Linked DNA regions of Cydia pomonella: region 1 is linked to region 2. The links are chromatin contacts, called in public Hi-C maps. All regions are on one chromosome and are shown on one strand. The core of a region is the stretch at or near the end of the contact, and the rest is flanking DNA. Distances in the headings are between cores, read along the strand shown. Region 1 holds the start of LOC133524965 (cleavage and polyadenylation specificity factor subunit 6). Region 2 holds the start of LOC133524955 (small ribosomal subunit protein uS9).

The links. Hi-C and Micro-C count contacts between places; a contact is called where the count stands out from the background.
Region 1: a Hi-C map of whole body shows a contact between it and region 2, with 5 times the contacts expected there. The contact joins the promoter of LOC133524965 here to the promoter of LOC133524955 in region 2. A contact is called at or near these places in 2 of 2 Hi-C or Micro-C datasets (both in whole body).

Annotation. Positions count from the first base shown.
Region 1 is chr14:11,635,365-11,641,891 of ilCydPomo1, forward strand. LOC133524965 (cleavage and polyadenylation specificity factor subunit 6) reads left to right here and starts at 3,226. Exons shown (of 14, transcript XM_061861141.1): 1 at 3,226-3,380; 2 at 3,488-3,697. The coding sequence starts at 3,315. LOC133524967 (a long non-coding RNA gene) reads right to left here and starts at 2,729. Exons shown (of 3, transcript XR_009800496.1): 1 at 2,407-2,729.
Region 2 is chr14:11,301,151-11,307,094 of ilCydPomo1, forward strand. LOC133524955 (small ribosomal subunit protein uS9) reads right to left here and starts at 2,931. Exons shown (of 5, transcript XM_061861122.1): 1 at 2,845-2,931; 2 at 2,698-2,742; 3 at 2,101-2,232; 4 at 9-123. The coding sequence starts at 2,862.

The sequences.
Region 1 (6,527 bases), core at 1,976-4,475, 330 kb after region 2:
ATCCTCGACGCAAAAAGAGGGGTTTTATATGTTTGACACCAATGTCTGTTTGTATGTCTGTGGCATCGTAGCTCTTCAACGGATAGGCTGATTTCGATGCGTTCTTTACGTGAAAGCGAGTTATCTAGCGGTGGTTCTTAGCTATGTTTCATAGAAACCATTACCCCAGTTTAAAGAGTATCAGCTGTTTTCCAAAATTATGTACCTAAGTCATTTTTGGCATAATATGGATTTTGTTGGCATAAAGATAATAGCATGTAGCAGTTATGACTTGGACTTTTGCATTTGACTGGAATTGCCGAGTTTTAAGACAGTAGCACATCGATTTTGATTACATATTGAGAGATTATTCGTAATATTTTAAGAAAAAAATATGTACCCATATGTAGAAAAACCGCTACAAATACCTAGCTATAATTTTACTTTTGCAAATAAGCAAACCTTTTATAGTTTATCTGAAATTTTAATAAAGTTTGTTAACATTCTTTTATAAAGGTACCTGAAATAAAAGCCTATACAAGCTCATTTTGTTCATAGTATATTCTATTGCTTTTAAGTGCAAGAGCAAACATTAGTCAACTAAATAGTGTTTCATTAGAAAACTAAATTATACTAGTAATTATAATAATAGTTACCAGTCTCGTATGATTGATAAGTGGAAGTTATTAGGAATTTAAAACGGAATTTGTGTTGGTTCCAAATCCTACTAATGTTTAACATTTTTCTAACTCATACTATACATCAATTATTATAAATTGAAACATAAGAATATATAAATCAAATAATTTGTTTTTATAAATAAATAATTGTTTGCTCCACTTGTCCATGCCTCGGATCATATGGCTGGAACACTTCCATTTGAGCCTCTTTATTCTTGTTAAAATATCTTTCTTACTTTCGTTTTAATATCTTATTAATGTGATTCTCAATTGGTTAATTTTATAGACAATACAAACAAGGATTCAATGAGCCCCATGTTTTAATTTTTTGGGTATATTCACAAACCGAGACATGTTACTAGATAAAAGTATCCAAACCAGCTAGTCACATGTACAGGGTACACACATAGAATATATTTTGTATTTTAAATAAATGTTAAGTTGTTCTGACCTTTGCATTGAACTTATGACAATGTTTTATTTCTCAGAAAACTGTTTTAATATGTTCAATATTAAATAAAACAGCTACAAAAATAAATGTATCATATACTACAAGTGCGTCTTACAGGGACCTAAAGAACTTGGCCGAGGACCGCGAAAACTAGCGTCTAATCCACCGACAAGAGCCATGCTCTTAAATGATGATGATGATGATACTACAAATAAAACTGTCAGATTGAAATAGATTTATTTTCTGTAGGAGGGATCCCGAGTTGTCCACAATTACCTACCTACCTTAAAATCATAATCACTCATAATCATTGGCCGCCTGCCCAGGAAGCGTTGGGATGGACATATGGCCATGCATTGGGCGGACAGAATACACTGGGCCCAAGATAGAGCAGTTTGGGGAGCACTGGTGAAAAGTGTCGACAGTCGTCATGACCCTCAGGTTAAGGATATGACAAGGAAGAGAGAGACCTTAAAATAGTTAAAATTCATGTAACAACCAAATCATATCAAGGACCGTTACAATAAGCAGACTCACTTTTAGTGTAAATAAATTTGTGAAAATATTGAATCTACGAGTGAAAGTATAAAACACTATTTATGACAATATTGATTAGCAAGTATGAGTGTTCCAAGGAATGTTTAAATTGATAAACAGCACCTATATTGAAATGTGATTCAATTAGCCCTGGTATGTGACTTTTAAAATTTTTTATATTAGTGCTTTAAAATATTCCACAAGTGTTAGTCAGTTTTGTCACAGTTATCTAATCATCTTTCTCACGTCCACACATTTTTGCCATGGCTCATGGGAGCCTTGCTTTGCAACTAATTCCAAGAATTTGTATAGGCACTAGTTCATTGTAAAGAGCAACAATCTATACTTTAATCTATTTATCAACACATTTTTTAATAAGCTATCTACACAATTATAGTTTCTTATAAGACAATAACATTTTTTGACAGGAAAGTAAGTAAAATTTTGAAAATGAAATATTTTACTTTGGAATTAGCAAATGTAGTTTTAATGATAACAACTTTTAATGAGCAACTAGTTCCAATCAATCAAGTGAAAGCTTCGAATAACTATGTTTTGTTTAGTAAGCTAAGATAACCTGCAGGCTTTACACATTTTAATTGGAGAAACAAAATTTATAGCATCACAAAAATAAATTTGGGACAGTTTTGTAAACGCGACGCAAAGAGAAAGGAGCGAGTGGTGACTGAAATAAACAAAAAGAATTGACCTTTACGCCCAGCTATGCAGACTAGTACTAGGGGTTCAGTCAACACTTACCTTATCTCCTGGGATGTTTTTTGCCGACATGGTGTGTCACCTTCCCGTGTTATGATCCGACGTCGTCTTGAGGACGATATATCCAGAGAAAGGATCTCACTGTTGCTGACAACCCAGCATACGACACAAAACACTTCACTTGGCCATCATCACTGCTCGAACAATGCATTAAAGCCACAAACACAACAATCGACCCATCGTTTGGCGTCGTAATCAGCAGGATTTCCCATTGATATTCATCGATACGGATAATTTTTCACAACACAATACACAAACACAGCGACTGACAGAACCTAACTTGAGTTGAGTGAGCTTGACGGAAAATGGCGAGGGATGGTTGACGTACCTCCCGCCCGCTACCCGCGCATGCCATCGATGTTGTTTTATTTCAATTCTACAGTGAGGGCAGCACTAGAACAATAACAAACAAACGTTGCTCTTTAACAAATTGCTTCCAGTTGTACTAGATGGCGCTATTCTGACAATGCATCTTGGTTGTTATGATTTTCTAATAAATTCCTATAGATGCCGCTATAACAGAACGCCTGCCTTTTTTGCGTTGGCAACAATATTGTCGTTGCCGTCATATTGGTACGACTGGTACATTATGATAGTGACGTACCTGTAATAAATCGGCTATCAATTGTGTTTGGCAGAGCTTGGTCTGAATGGATTTCAGTGTTTGATATAGTTTTAAAACAATGGCGCATTCGTTGTTACATAATCGGTTATTATCCCAAACAAATGCAACGATTTAAGTATATTGCTTTGTTTCTTGTCTATCGGCAAGTTGGCATTGACAAGTATACATCACTACACATTTCCGGTTCTTTGCTACTTCGATAAACACGGCCGTCTGCCGCTCCCTGCGGCCCGGCCCTTGCCTTGCCCCTCTAGTCATTGTCAAAATGGCGGACGGAGGCGTCGATATAGATTTGTACGCTGACGATATAGAATCGGATTTTAATAGACAGGTAAGCTTATTTTAGCAAACTAATTTGTTGTTTATCTTTGAAAGAGAAATGAAACTTCGGAAAAAACTAAACACCACAACGTAATGCGAATGTGCGGCATGTTTCAGGATGAGTTCGGAGGTGAGAATGTGGATCTGTACGACGACGTAATTTCTGCGCCAGCATCGAAGCCAGAAGAAGGAGATGGACCACCAAATGCCCCGCCGTCGCAGCATCCTCCGGAGGAGACCAACGGCAATGCTCCTTATCACAACGTATCAAACCACGGGCATCATGGCGGCCGCCGGGCACAGCTTTACGTCGGAAATCTCACTTGGGTTTGTACCTGAATTTATTATATCTTAGATCAGTATTGTAAATATAAGACTATGTAGAAGTGGTAATTAAATGAAAATGTTTAGATTTATACATTTTATACTGCGTCACAATTTATGAAAACTAATGTTTTTTTGTGTATTTTAGCATGTTACTAGTAATTCTAAGTGTTAATATTCATGACTTATGTCGTTACTTTCGTAAAGAAATTATTTTATATTGACGTTTCATGTTGTTAAAACACTGATGGCCATTTGGCACTGTGACAAACTTGTTACGATCCATCGTTATGTTTTAAAGCATTTCATTTGGTTACCTCTTCCAATAGTGAATGATCCTCATGGTGATGTTTTTTTCTGATGAGGGAACATTCACTGTTTAATACTTTATTATTAAGCTATTGTTTTGATGGATATACAGTAATTTTCGTGTTGGGGAAAAATACATGCAGATACATTATCTTTAACCCTGTGAAGTAGATTATCATTATACTAAATTGATTCTAACAAATATAGTGTAAATTTATACATATTTTTGTTTTAAAGGTTAATCAGAGTTCACATAGTGATATGCATGATTGCGTGTTATGGGTATTGATATAAATTTATTTGTCCTTAGTAGATGCTATTTTCATGTGGGTTAAAGTAATGCTATGTTTATAGCAAGCAGAAACAAGTTTTACATTTGAACAAAGCATTTTTGTTTTTGTGATTAAAATAACTTAATAGGGCATGAAAAAATTTTAACTTATTATTTGTAAACAATAGTAGCTATATCAAACATTGATCAGTTTTAGTTTTAAAGTACAAAACATTTTATAAAAGTGTGATTAATACTTCTGTAATAATTTAATTTAGTGTACAATATCATAGGGTAACTTGCCTTAACATTAACCAGTCTATGACATTGGCAGCCCTAGAAAGAAAAACTGAAGACTAGGTGACAAATTTTAAGGCAGGTTCCCATATGATAAAAATTGTTGCATAAAAAAAAATTACCAGTATAACTTGTTTTTGCTTTTTTACCTAAGTTCAGGAATAAGGGATGTTTTTCACTGAAATAAGGCTTAGGTATATTGTCCCTTTTAAAATTTGCTGATAAAATTTAACATCATGTCACTTGAAGCCTGATACATATTTTTTACAACTTATTGGTATTACAAGCTAAAGTATCTTTCTAAAAAAAGGAGTAGGAAAGAGGTGTTGGCTTATATTACATGCTGTAAAATAATATGCACAAGGCCCTTGGTGTTACCAAACCAGTCAGTAAACTGATGTGTAAAAAAGAGAATTGATTGTGATAGAGAGGTAAAAGTCAAGTCCCTTAGTTTGATATCCAAAACAGATGGTGCTGGCCTCCGCCATATTTTTTGAGGTCACTGAATTGTCAAACATAAACTTGACAATCAGACTTACAGCAAAATGTATGAAGCTGTACAGCTCCATCATGTTTACCTATCAAATTCGAAGCATGAAATTGTCTAAGATTTTATGCATCTTACTCAAAGTATTTTTGGTTGAAAACGTATATACTATATGTATAGTATATACATTTTTACGTCTCAATAAGACAGATTAACACATTCACTGCCAGACAAAAAACGGCGCACTACCCCAGAAACCGGTGGTCTATAGCTGCGTACAAAACAACCCACCCAGCGGGTTGTCCGGCATCTGAACAAAGTTCACGAGCGCCCACCTGGTGGGTTCCCGGCAGTGAATGTGTTAATAGTATAAGATGTTGCTTGGTAACCCCTAAGTTTGGTTTGGTAACACCCTAAGACATTCACTGCTTTACATCCCCATGCAGTGAGTGTTAAACAAATATTGTATTTGCACAAAAAGCATAGAGGTCATATGAACACTTCAATTTATCTTTTCTCTTCTTAAAAGTGAATGTCAACCTTAAAAAAATATCACTGATACTGGTTTTAAGAGCTCTAACTTTTAGAACAGAACATATAAGTTATGTGTTTTTGTGTCTGTATGGCCCCTTTAAGTGAGGAATTTATGATGTTGCCCAACATCTAGCAAATAATATACCATTAGTAAAAACTCAAGTTATTCCATTAAAAAAAACATGTACAAGACAATTTATCACTAAACATTAGCTCATTTCTCTCAGGAATGTAATATTGCTATTACCAATTTGCAACTTTGGATTTTTGTGGAACAGTTATCTATTTATATATTTTAGGAGTTATTTTCTAGATTTGGTACTAATACTATGTTCTTGCTTGTATCAAAGATTTCAATTAATCTTTGCTTGGACTTATGTGTGCAAGGATGTTCATGAACTTGTGCCAATCCTTTTATTTTTTTATTATTTTTACTTAAGCCAATAACAAATATTTATAAAAAGAGTAAACATTTCAATAAAAGCATTATTGATGCATAATTTTAAGCGAAATGAAATGCCCTGCAGTTATAGATATGCCACTCTAGAACAGCACAACTATACCTGCAGTATTTATGGCAACACACATCATTGACTATTCGTACACCTTATAATAATATCATTGCTTTGAGGTGGCAAATGGTCAGTAACTGTGTCATGACAGAATCTCTTATCGGGATGCAATATTTTTGCTTAAATTATGTCTAAAACTAGGGTTTATTAGTGGTAAACTGTGTTCTGATATACCATATAAATCTAACTTCGATGTAGTAATTGTTTGTCTATGGGTTTTTTCAAACATTTATGACTTAACTTGCCAGGTCTCATGGTTTATTAATTTTTTTGTTATATCTGTACTAAGAACGTATATAATAATTGTTAGTGTTTATAATAGATGATATACACTTTCCTTTTGCACTTGTACAATGACTAACT
Region 2 (5,944 bases), core at 1,681-4,180:
GAACTTACACTTTTGGTAGAAAGCAATGAGTGCCTTGGAGATGGCTTGTCTGATGGCGTACACCTGGGCCACGTGACCACCACCCTTCACTGTCACTCTGATGTCCACACCAGAGAACTTTTCCTGAAATGAATAAAATTCTTTATAATTAAACTGTAAAAAATAAGTGGTGGGATGTTTTAGTTAAGGAAAGAATCAGATATGTACATTTACTTCACATCCAAAGATACTCAGGTTCGGAATAAGTTTGATCATCATCAGATATATATCATGGGTCAAAATTATTTTCGTTGTCTTCTTTGTGACCACTCTGTCAAACTTGTATTTTTGTCCTCTATTAAATAAATAAAAAAAGTCTAATGCTACTTGCATGTCTTTCTAGCTGCAGATTATATTTTACATGAGAAAAATGAAAATCTAAATTTCATCACAAACAAAAAGCTCCATTCTGCCACAATTTTTGGGGACAAAAAACAAGACATAACAATCTCTCACATACAAAGACATCGCCATACAGCAAAAACTAATCCAAGGCCAGTAAGGACAAAGAAAGAATACTGACTAGTACAAGAAATGAGGATTGGCAGTATTCAAACAAACTTAATGAATTACACATGAAAAAGTCCTCCACTTGTGGGGTACCCAGAAAGACCCCCTACCATATTCGGCGGTTCTAGCCCCCCAGCATCTTTTACCCCTTTTCGCAGCTGCTGAAGTAAGATCTTAGACAGAAGGTCTAGAGAAATGATAGTCTATGTGTCTAAACTTACTAGGAGATTAAATTAAAAAACAAATATGTCTTTAAACATGAGATGTGTCTTTCATACTGATTATCATTACTTTTGGGTCCCCTCTCATATTACACTAAATAATAATGAATAAATATTGGATATTTTTACACAAATTGACTAAGCCCCACATTAAGCTCAAGAAGGCTTGTGTTGTAGGTACTCGGACAACGATAAATGTAATATTTAAGTACATAAAAGACACCCGGGCCCGATTGGACCCGGGTACGTCCTTAAACTACGTCCAAAAGAGAGGTATGGGCATTGTGAATGTCATGTCGCTTTGTGTGGTAGGGCACAGCCAGTGGATGTCATTCCAGATCTAGAGCAGAGCCCAACTGGAGAAGTACCTCCACCTTACAGAAAACAGCAGCCAAATAACACTAGACCCTACTCATAGTGTTGTGTTCCTGCCGGTGAGTAAGGTTGCCAGAGCTCAATGAGGGGGGGCGGGTTTAGGGTCGGCAACGCGCATGTAACTCCTCTGGAGTTACAGGCGTACATAGGCTACGGACACTGCTTACCATCAGGCAGGCCGTATGCTTGTTTGCCACCGATGTAGTATAAAAAAAGGAAAACCCATGACTCAGGAACAAATATGCTCATCACATGAACTTTTCAAACCACAAATTCGAATATATAATATACTTGACTTGGTACATACTAGTTATGTACAGATTGTAGCATTAGTTTATGAGACTGCTAGTTTAACAGTCCAGACGCGGTTTATTTATTTAGTATAAATTTTATTTTGACACTTTACACCTCCAAATTTTATTAGTATTAGTACTCTGACATTGGGGACCTTTTACATCTCCAGATTTAATGTGTTTTTAACCATAGAGACTATACATCTCTATTGTATTGTAGTAATTATTTATTTTAAGATTATTATAATGTAATGTTTACCCAGGTATTGGCTGTTGTATTTATAAAATGTTGTTATGTATTTTTCATGTCACTATATGATGTTACTATAAATGTTGTATTGACTTGTAAAAGAGCCCTTGAGGCCTACTTGAAGAATAAATTTTTGAATTTGAATTTTTGAACCTAGGACCATCGGCTTCATAGGCAGGGTCACTACCCACTAGGCCAGACCAGTCGTCAAGTACACTGCATGCATATACAACAATTATTTGCAGGAGAGCTAAAATTTATAAATATAATAGACCGTTTAAGTAATAATTATACCGGGTAGTAGTTAAGAATTATGAAAAATCTCATGGTCATGTTTGATCTTGTAACAAATGTATAATAGGATAGGCCGGTTAGTTCTCACTCTCAGCTACGACTTATGTATGTATCTCACCTTGCCGAGCAATAGGATGGGCTCCTGCAATTTGTACTGCAGCAGACGGGGCTCCACCAGATCCAGCGGGCGGCCATTGACGCGGAGCACACCGTGTCCGCGCTTGCAGTATGCTACTGCGGTCGCAGTTTTCTGAAAATTGTTGTATAAAATGTAACCTTTTTTTATAACAAAATAAATATGTACGACTAACTACGACTAGGCCTCTATCAGCCAGAAATAGTAGGATTCACAACACAAACCATATGAAATGCCAGCAAGAGGTTAGTTAGCGTTAGACGCTTGTCGTCATTTGCAGTAATATAAAAATCGTGCGACAATGTTGTTTCCGTTTAGACCAACACAGAAATGATTTCTGAGATGGCTGGTACAACGCAATCCTATACTCTCCTTTCTGATAAAATACTGTCATACAACGTATAGGTTATGACGGTTAAAGGCAAGAAAGGATTCAATTCGCAGATATTTCATAAAACAACAGATGAGCTATTTAAAAATCAGACAAATTTGAGATTAAAGGAAAATTTCAAGCATTTCATACTTTAAAAACTAAGGAAATCGGCATCAACACGTGGACGGGATTGAAACAACACTTACCTTGCGGCCAAAGACCTGAACGGCCTGAATTGGTTCGCGTCTTGCCTGAAAACACGTTAAATAAATTAGTCATTGCTTCTAATTAACCAATAAAATAACACAATACGATTGCTTTTCCGCAAATTATTTTAACGGAAAGACACACACCTCTTGCGCGGCAGCCATTTTGACAGAGAAAGAACTAGCTAGTGTTGTGCCATACACTACCCCAATCGTAATTAATCAAGTAAAATTATAATGGGTATTCTTATCAATAATATATTTAAAAAAAACATACAAATCAAAAAGTAACAATTGTAAATGAAAAGTAAATACTATGTCAAAAATAAAACAATTTACTTCCAGAATATAGATTTGATATAGATCTATAAATACTTCGGAAAATAACGTAATATCACACCACCATATTTCTCATCTGGCAGCACTACATCATATTGCCATCTATTGTTGAATAGCAGAACTTAAACGAAAAACTTTTAACACTAGATGGGGTAGAAAAATATGTATGCATAGTTTCTAATAGATGGCGTTACTGTCTATTATTTACGTGAATCATCCGACATGGTCACTAGCGTGGTACATTATTGTTTTGTATTCGACGAACGTATTCGCCGGTGTTGAGTCGTGCGGTGCGATACTCAGATTACAAACGCCTTTACAATGAGATGTGAAAAAGTTGTTCCCGCGCAAGTGCAATAGAACTGCAAAACAGTGTGAAACAAAGTTTTATTATATTCAAAGAGAAATTTGTGGATTATTGTTTATGTAATGCTTGTACTTTCATGCCGGTTGCAAATACTTTGGATTTGATTTTGCCTAAAAAGTTGAGGGTAAGTTAATATTTATTCATAATTAGATATCTAATGATTGACCCGAATAATTATAACGTGCTAATAAAATTGTACCTTAAATAGTTAAATTAGGTAACTACTTAGGTAAATGAGTTTATAGGCACACCTCTTTTCATAATGAATAATAATACCACGATTTAACAGTGGGTACCTTACCAGTAGTACCAACCTACCTAAGCAGGACATTCTACCTAATTTAAACTTTTTTGATAGTACCTACTTATTAGTAACCATTTTGTCATATGAGTTTGATAGGTTTGATATTAGATGGACATGTGTTTAGTACCTATTTCCTATTTAGGCATGACAATGTCACAGCGACAAAGTTCTAAAAAAGGTGGGATTTCCTTGCCAGGTACGCGGTATCAGAAACTAGTGCAAGAAAACTTTCTTCTCCACTCCTTTCCTAGGGATTTAGTTTAAGAAAAGGAAAGTATAAAATACTCCTACCCATAGATATATAAAGTCGATGCTCCAACCCAATAAAATTAAGTGCCCAGAATTTACTAATAGACCTTTAACTATAAACCTTGTTAGAGCTAGGCAAGTATTGAAATGTCAAACGTTATAGGTAGATACGTCTTTGAATTGGCCATAATCGCGAAAATCGAAGTTCGCAAATTGTAGGCATCTTTTTCTGTCACTCTACGCCTTCATTGGAGTAAAAGAGATACGTCCCCACAATTTGCGAATTTCAGTTATCGCGGTAGGCCCTCTGATGTTCAAAAGCCAAGTGCACTCTTAAGATAATCTTTATCTTATCTAATGGATACCCTACTAACAAATTTTTTAAACAATAGTATTTTATTACCTACTCGTAAGCATTAATGTTTTATTTTAATTTTTTTTATTAACAATGAGAACCCATTCGTGTGGTAAGTAAGTAAAGTAGTATTCATTAGTCAGGTCAGGACTATCGTTCCTTGAAATACCACGGGAAAACCGCGCGGCTAAGTCGCAAGGTAAGCGCTAATGAAAAATAATTAAATTCTCAGCTAAAAGGGTCAGGCAAAAGTGTAAGGTAAGGCTAGCTTTTATAATGTAAACAGGTTTCAAATTAGTTATTACATGCAAATTGCTGCAAGGTGACAGTTCAGACAGTCGCGAGAAAATATCTTTACATACCTAATGGTAAATAGGTATGGTATACCTAATGGTAAATGGTATAAGTATACATACCACACCTATGATATGAGTATAAACCCCTAAATGACTACGCAGGACACCGTAAGTAGGTATTGTACCTATACCTAGGTATACCGGAACCTGAGATGCCTACCTATTTGTAAGAATATTTCCATGGGATCCTCATTTAAATAATAAGAAATTATGTACGTAGTACCTACGCTACTGCGTATTAAATTGGTATGGTACTCCATAACAATTAAAAAACACACACAGGTTTAATAAGAGTAATGTTGGACGTAAACGGATTGATATGGAATTTTGTTTGATGTTTCAGACATCTACATTGTTTAAGCTGCATTGCCGACTTGTTTATCATACCAATGCCCTTAGCTTTTAAATTGCTATAGCTTCGATTCTGATGACAAAATGTTGGCACGCGATATTGTGTTACCAAGATATCCATATCTAAATATGTATGTATTTACCTAAATATTTCCAGTTGTATGTAATGAATATTTTGCTGTCATCTTAAACATATATTGGAATGTAGTAGTTATGAAAATGATTGTTTAGAACTTCATGGCTAACGTACTATTATAATTTAATATTATTCATATTCAAATATTCCTACAATTTTAATTGAGTACCTTCTACCTATAGAATGTTAGGTCATTTCAATAGTACATGAAAAATACAATACATATCTAAATAAACAATATCTTCTATACGGCACGGCGAGGTGCGAGTTCCGCTATCAAGACTCGGGAAACCTCTTACAACTTTTTGCTGCAATAAGTTTTTGTCCTACACATAGTAATGCGTCACCGAGAATGAATCATAGTGGAATATAGAACTACACCACTAAATGCTAAAGGAAACATTATGGTTAATAAGTTCCACGTCCACTGTCAGGAATTTACTTACCTACTAAGAACATAAAACAAACCCACTAAAAGGGCAATATATCCTGTAGTTTTGGTTTTATTGGTCCTAGTTAACCTAGCCAACTTAATTAAACAAGCATATAGCAGTGAGGACTAGGAATTTAAATAAGTACCTAGGCTAGACATTAAACTTCCAATGTACAGTCAGCATCAGTAGTACCGAAAGAAACAGCGCGCCAAAAGTATTTGCCGCCCTGAAATACTGTTCCAACTATAAATCTCTACATTAGACCTACTTTACGCTTGGCCATATACATATAAGTAGAGACATATCTCTTTTTGTTCAGCTGTTAGATACTTATGATGCGTAGTTTGATCTGCTAA